2 separate regions of the Zea mays genome follow, and region 1 is linked to region 2. A link is a contact called in public Hi-C data. All regions are on one chromosome and are shown on one strand. The core of a region is the stretch at or near the end of the contact, and the rest is flanking DNA. Distances in the headings are between cores, read along the strand shown.

The links. A called contact is a pair of places that touch in the nucleus more often than the background predicts.
Region 1: a Hi-C map of ear shows a contact between it and region 2, with 3 times the contacts expected there. The contact joins the promoter of LOC100501657 here to the promoter of LOC100192864 in region 2. A contact is called at or near these places in 13 of 25 Hi-C or Micro-C datasets (bundle sheath, ear, endosperm and 4 more) and 1 of 3 datasets of contacts at active chromatin or transcription factors (leaf).

What each region holds. Positions count from the first base shown.
Region 1 is chr7:5,572,440-5,576,126 of Zm-B73-REFERENCE-NAM-5.0, reverse strand. It overlaps LOC100501657, which reads right to left and starts at 2,156. Exons shown (of 4, transcript NM_001323549.1): 1 at 1,914-2,156; 2 at 1,536-1,606; 3 at 989-1,432; 4 at 1-896. The coding sequence starts at 2,046.
Region 2 is chr7:5,313,744-5,317,186 of Zm-B73-REFERENCE-NAM-5.0, reverse strand. LOC100192864 reads left to right here and starts at 2,072. Exons shown (of 14, transcript NM_001138053.1): 1 at 2,072-2,166; 2 at 2,273-2,335; 3 at 2,731-2,802; 4 at 2,900-3,007; 5 at 3,120-3,200; 6 at 3,362-3,415. The coding sequence starts at 2,294.

The DNA of each region.
Region 1 (3,687 bases), core at 907-3,406, 260 kb before region 2:
GTCAGCGACAGGAACGACTGCGCCACGGCCAGGTTGGACACCCAGTTGGCGGTGGCCGCCGCGCCGCCACACACGCCGCGGTACCGCAGCGGGTAGATCTCCGAGTTGACGATCCACGGCACCGTGCCCATGCCGGGGGAGAAGAAGATGATGTAGAGCGCCAGGCCCAGCAGCGCCAGCCAGCCGTACCGGCTCGGGCACCCGCGGGTGTACCACAGCCGGCCCTCGCCGTGGCACGCGTCGCGCACCGTGTTGTTGGACACCAGGCACGCGCCCGGGAGGAGCCTGCCGGCGCCCGACGCGCAGAAGCCGCACTCGCTCGAACCCGCGGCCGCCTTGAGGCACCGGGTGCAGTCCCAGGACGCCCCGCCGCTGGCCGGCGACGACGGGCGGTAGGACGGACACGTCAGCGAGGCGTCGAAGCGAGCGGTCTCGGTGGCGCTCACGGCCGGGGAGTGGGACGCGGTCTCGTGGAACACGGCCGTGAGCACGCCGAGCGAGAGGATGACGCCCACGAGGCTGATGACCAGCAGCTTCCTCCGCCCCGTGCGGTCGATGAAGTAGATGCTGACGACGGAGCCGAGCGCGTTGAGGCCCGAGGTGACGAGCGACAGCGCCAGCGCCGTCTGGTTGGACGCGAACCCAGCCAGCTGCACGATCGTCGGGCTGTAGTACATCACCGTGTTGATGCCCACCAGCTGCTGGAACACCTGCAGCCCCACGCCGGCCACCAGCCCCCGGCGCACCGTCGCCGTCCGCACCAGCGCCACCAGGCTCAGCTTCTCCGACGACCCACGCTCCGCCGCCACCGACTCCTTCAGCTCCTCGATCTCCCGCTCCACCTCCTCCGCCGAGTAGATCCGCCGCAGGATCGCCTCTGCTTCTTCCGCCCTCCCCTGTTTCATTCCAGTTCGTCGTAGGCTCGTAGCCAACCAAAAAAAAAATGGACAGAAGAAAAGAAGAGTAGGCGAATTGGATGGATGGATACCTGTCTGTAGAGCCAGCGCGGGGATTCAGGCAGTGCGAGCATGAGGCCGAACTGGACGACGGCGGGGAGCGCGGCGACGCCGAGCATCCACCTCCACGTCCCCGGCGCCTTGGTGAAGGCGAGGTTGATGAGGTAGGCCAGGAACTGGCCGCCGGTGATGAGGAAGCCGTTGGTGCTGACGAGCGCGCCGCGGATCCTGGCGGGCGACGCCTCGGAGATGTAGAGCGGGGAGGTCATGGAGGCCATGCCGACGCCGAGGCCGACGAAGACGCGGCCCACCACGAGCTGCGCGGGGCGCGTGGCCGACGCCATCACCGCCGCGCCCGCGAAGAAGAGGGAGTCGGCCACCAGGATCGACGCCCGCCGCCCGAACCGGTCCGTGGTCCACCCGCCGATGGCCGCGCCGATGATCGCGCCGGCCACCGCCATGCTCACGATCATTTCCTGCATGGCATGGCGCGGTCATCAGTCAGCGTTGTTTGTTGTTTCTCGGCGCCCATCGGACGAGACTGATCCTTTTCCTTGTTGTTCTTTTGGCTCTTCTTACCTGAAGCCATGTGTTCCTGTCCACTGAAACGAAGTCGTCGCGGATGTAGAGCAGAGCTCCCGAAATGACACCTGCAGCACTCATCACACGCACGCACAGACACGGAAGCGGAGCTCACGTCACTGGTCACTTGCTCACTAATAACACGTACGATATCGTCGAACACTTTTCCAGCTAGCAGACGCTAACAGGAAATTAAACACAGTTCGGTCACCAATAGCTAGCTAGCCATATCATCTAGCTGGACACGATCATCATCCGAACTCCTATAGGGCCCATCTTTCTTTGAGCTGGATATGGCGGGTGAAGAAATGGAACTACACTACAGTGACACACAGCACAGGCAGGAAGAAGGACGCGCACGCAGTCGCAACGCACCGGTGTCGTAGCCGAAGAGCAGGCCGCCGATGCCGGCGGAGAAGGCGAGGCGGAGGACGTAGGGGTTCCTCCACGAGAGGGAGAAGCACTCCTTGAAGGTGGAGCCGTCGAACTCGTGCGCGCCGCCTTCCATGGCTGCTAGTGCTAGCTGACGACGGCACCTCGCTCGCTTCTCGTCCCTCCCGGCTCCGGCGGTCCCCCCACCCACCTTATCCTTTGGTTCTTGGACTGCTCAATCAGCTGAGCTCCCAATCAGGGCTTCGAGTTTAGACTGGTATGCGCGTGTTGTATATACTACGTGGAGCATCGTCTGTCTTGTTGCGTGTGGATTGTTACAGAGAGAGGCTGATAAAACGAGAAGATTCCGGGGCCGCCGAATTGACTCCAAGTGCGCGTGCTGTCGACTTGCAGCTTTGACTGCGCGCGCGCGTGAGCGATGGTGACGCTCTGATGATGATTAGAGGGAAAATAACAGCCACCGATCGGTATTACTGCTGTAATAGAGTAGTCCACTGTATATTAATCGGAGAAGGCATCTCATATTTGCTGCCGCCCCCCGCCCAAGCAATTCCGGGCAGAAGTGTGAGTACTTTAGGCTGCACCTGTTCCCTGGCAGAGTACATTAGCCTGCACTGCACCTTTTCAATTTTATCATTAGACCATCGACGATACAATATGTATTGATTTTTTTTTTAAAAAAAATCTCGTTTGAAGTCTGTTGTGTTAACATAATAGGAGAATTCAGATTAGTCCTCTAGTCTCTCCCAGCCTCCCAGGTAAGCAAATAGTTTCTTGTCCACGGCTATTCGTACCAAAATGCGAAGCAGGATCACGGAAAAGGCGCGGGCCAAACAAAGCGGGCGGGCAGTCGGGCATACCCTCGAAGGCTGGGTGCTCTTGCTTGCCGAACATCGCGAAGCATGCAGTCCAAGTGTGTGGCCCGGGCAGCCTGTGACACTCGTGTGGTGCCAAAGTGAGCGTGGTGACTGACTGGTTCCCACCGTTCCCTGCCTAGTGCTAGTGTCTACCAATTTGGATTCCAAATCCATATCGTTCGCATCATCCATCCCTCCCTTTCAAGATGATGAAGAGCTACTAATAATTCTTTATCCACTCCCTCCATTCTAAATTCTAAGACGTTGTTTTGGTATCATTTAGATATGTAGCTTTTGCTTATTTGCCATTAGATCTGCATGGATCAAGATGACTAGGCAAGTTCTCTGTTGTTTATTTAAGTGAGTTCTCGGATTGCTAAGTGGACTCAGTAAAGATCCTAGAAACTTAACATACATATATGTCCCAAAGTCCAATAAACGAATACAAGAAGAAAATATTACTAGGGCTTCATGTTCTCCCTGGCCTGGAAGATACGCAGAGAACTGAAGTTTCACTCTGCTGGAACCTTATCCAAGTACCTTTCTACTCCTATATCGTCCCCCCTCCAGAGAGACCATTTGTCAGTAAGCTACAGGTGGACCGGCCGGGCTAGTACAATCCCGGCCCGTCTCCACGTACTCCAGACAGATTCTTCTGTCGCGTTTGCGTGGTGCGCTCCATCAAAGCTAAAGCAAGCGAAGGGACCTGTTGTCCATGCATGCATGGGCATGGCCGCTGAACCGAAGATTGTATGGATCAATGGATGGATGGGGGAAGAAGGGAGAGCACAGCTGCATGTGCGCTCTATATGGTACAGTATAGTGGTAGGTATCAACCTGCTTTTTTTTCTTCTTCGTTGTGACACCGACACGCGTCTTTATTTGCAACACGCCAACGC
Region 2 (3,443 bases), core at 823-3,322:
CACGTACCCCCTTAGAGATACAGGGCCGGACCTAGGCATGTGCAAGCCGTGCGCTCGCACAGGGCCTCCAAAAATTGAGGGCCCCAAAACTTAGCAGATATATTCTAGTTTTATGATTTTTTACAACACATTAATATTTAGCATATATTTTCTCCATACCATGCTGTTGCGCTGAAGTGGAACTACTGAGTGCTGCACCAATAAATGAATCTCTATGGGATCTTAACAGGTTTGTCCGTGTGAACAAAGTTCTATAAATTAAAACTACTAAATTCATATTTGTGTTCTACTATGACACAAAAAAACGTATTATTTAGATACAATAATACTCGAGAGTAAAGCGTTAGAGAAGATCGAATATAAGCATATTGTATAAAATTTTCTTTAAAATCCACCAAAAGAACGATGTTATTCAGATAAAATAGATATGTTTCTTTAGATATTCTATTATAATATAAATTACTGTAACTTGTAGATTGTTTGTACTGTTTTTAATAAAAAAAATATAGATTACAGTGTTTTAGATTTGGCACTGAGCCTCAAATTTCTCAGATCCAGACCTGCTTAGATACTTTATGATATTGGTCATTTGTATGAGTTGTACTTGTACATACCCTAAACAGCAACTAATTACACACATGACTCTTTTCTGTATAAATATAAAATAAGTAAAATGCAGTCCTACTAGTATACCATTAGCATTAGCCACCAGGTCGCGGTAAATGAGGGGGCGAGCAGAGGAGAAGGCTCGCGGAAGGCGCCACACGTCAAGACACGCCGCGCCTGCCGTCTCGTCGACTGGTCCGCCCCGCCACCATCGTTCGTCACGCGACGCGACCGCACTTTCCTCTCCCCGATCCTCCAGTCCCAACCGGCCAACCCGACTCCTCCTCCTCCTCCTCGCCTATAGATACCCAGCCCCCGTCTCCTCCTCGTCTCCGCTACCAGCCCGACCCACCACCACCATCGCCACCATTACCCTCTCGCCCCTGCCTCTCCGGCCGACCCCGTCCCATGCCGCAGCGCGCAGCGGCCGCACTGACACACCAGTGAGCGAGCAGAGCGAGGCCTGATGCGGCAGCGGCAGCAAGGCGAGGAGCACCGGGAGATATTCGTCCAGTGGAGACCCTGCGACAAGAAGAGGTCTTAGGCCCTCCGCCGCCACGCGCACCGGCAGACAAAATCCGCGCAGGCCTTCTTCCGACCCGCAAAGGCGCCGCCTTTTTCGCCGATTCCACAGGCCGGAGCCCGGGGAGAAAGACAGACAGACAGACCGGAAGATGAGCGCATCCGTGGGCCGGACCCGCGTGGGGCGGTACGAGCTCGGCCGGACCCTCGGCGAAGGCACCTTCGCCAAGGTCAAGTTCGCCAGGAACGTCGAGACCGGAGAGAATGTCGCCATCAAGATCCTCGACAAGGAGAAGGTCCTCAAGCACAAGATGATCGCCCAGGTAAAAAGCATGACATGCCATGCCGTCCCATCCCATCCCATCCATCCCCTGTCTCGGTCTCCCCCGTCCTCTGTTCCTGCTCCGTTACGTGTTTCCTGTTCCATTCAGTTCCTTCTTTTCTCCTCTCAAGAAAATTAGAGCCAGGACGAAGAAACTCTCTATTGTTTTCTTATCAGAGACTAGAATTTAGAGCCAGGACAAAATCAAACTCTCTCTCTCTCTCTCTCTCTCTCTCTCTCTCTCTCTCTCTCATGCGTTTGCTCCTCCATTCATGGACCATCACTCGTTCAATGAGTTGTAACAGGCGACGTGCGCTCTCGCGTCTTTTTTCCTGTTCATCACGTGCTTTTCATCACCCCTGTTGATTTTTATGGATCTTCGGACGGAAAACACCTCTGCAAGTCCGGCGAAACTTAAATCCACGCTCCTTTCCGTCACTCCACATCATACACACGGGCGCACTTCTCTTCGCTGTTAAGCAAGTCGCGTTGCGTCCGAATTTGTCTTCTTTCAGAAAAGGAAAAAAAACTTTTTTTCTAGAGCCGCCACCGTGCGGAAAAATCAAATCGGTTGTCTGAAAATTAAGTGGGAACGCGCCACATCGCTGGACCACCGGTAAGAGTTAATACGGTCGGCGGCGAGCTTTGACGGTAGCAGACGGGCGACCACGGGCGTCTCGTTTCGTCGTCGTCTCGCCCGCCTTCCGTTGGAACGTGTGCGTCGCTGTTTGGTTGGGACGGTCAGCCTTGTCGTCCCAGTCCGGGCCAGGCCAGTTGATGATTTTCTTGACGCGCTCGCGCTGTTGTTGTTTTTTTCTGCAGATCAAGCGAGAGATCTCGACCATGAAGCTCATCAGGCACCCCAACGTCATCCGGATGTATGAGGTATGCGTTTTTCCCTGCATTAATCCTGTGTACGAGCTGATGGACAGATGGAAACTATATACGAGAGCAGAGTAAAAAAAAGGGTTTTTTTTCAGGCTTGTGCAACCTGAAACTATACACAAAATGACCCTAATCTGAATGATCTGTTCTTCCTCCCATTAAGAGATAAATATAGTTCTCTGAATCGGCAACGAACTGATTGATGATAAACGTTGGACCACACCAAACTATGCCTTTGGCCGATCTTTTCAAAAAGAGAGAACTACGCTTTCTAAGTACCACTGATTGTCTGTTGCTCGACGACTTCTACCTTTTGTCCCCCTCTCTCGCGTCCCTGTCCACTCCTGTGCGTGTCTGTCTGCCCATTTATGTGCTCCCCTCTCGTGATCGTGAAGGTGATGGCCAGCAAGACAAAGATATACATCGTCATGGAGCTCGTCACCGGTGGCGAACTCTTCGACAAAATCGTGAGCGTCATGTCCTCTATCACCCTTGTCCGAATCACTGCACTCAGCTCCTCTCCTAGCATGTGATGAATGAATTTGCGCCCGCCCTGTGGACTAGGCCTCGCGTGGAAGGCTGAAAGAGGATGACGCAAGGAAGTACTTCCAGCAGCTGATCAACGCTGTCGATTACTGCCATAGCCGAGGCGTCTACCACCGCGATCTCAAGGTGAGTAGTACTGCTTACCAATCAGTTTTATATGGACAAGCGTGCAGGTTCAGCAGGAAACTGTGTTTGATCTCTCTGTGTGTGTGTGTGTTTTCCCCTTTCTTTCTTTCAGCCTGAAAATCTCCTGCTTGATGCTAGCGGCACGCTCAAGGTTTCGGATTTTGGACTGAGCGCACTATCTCAACAAGTCCGAGTAAGTAAACTCCCCCCCCCCCCCCCCCCCCCTCTCTTTTTTGGATAAACATGCGCATAAAAAAAATACTAATGCCGTGAAACAGTCTGTGCCTGAACCTAACAAATGGAACATTTTCTAATCAGCTGATGGTTTTTCAATACCCTTTTGTTAACGTGCAGGAGGATGGTCTGCTGCACACAACCTGTGGAACTCCCAACTATGTTGCTCCCGAGGTGCTGACCACGGCTACGCTTTTAATTA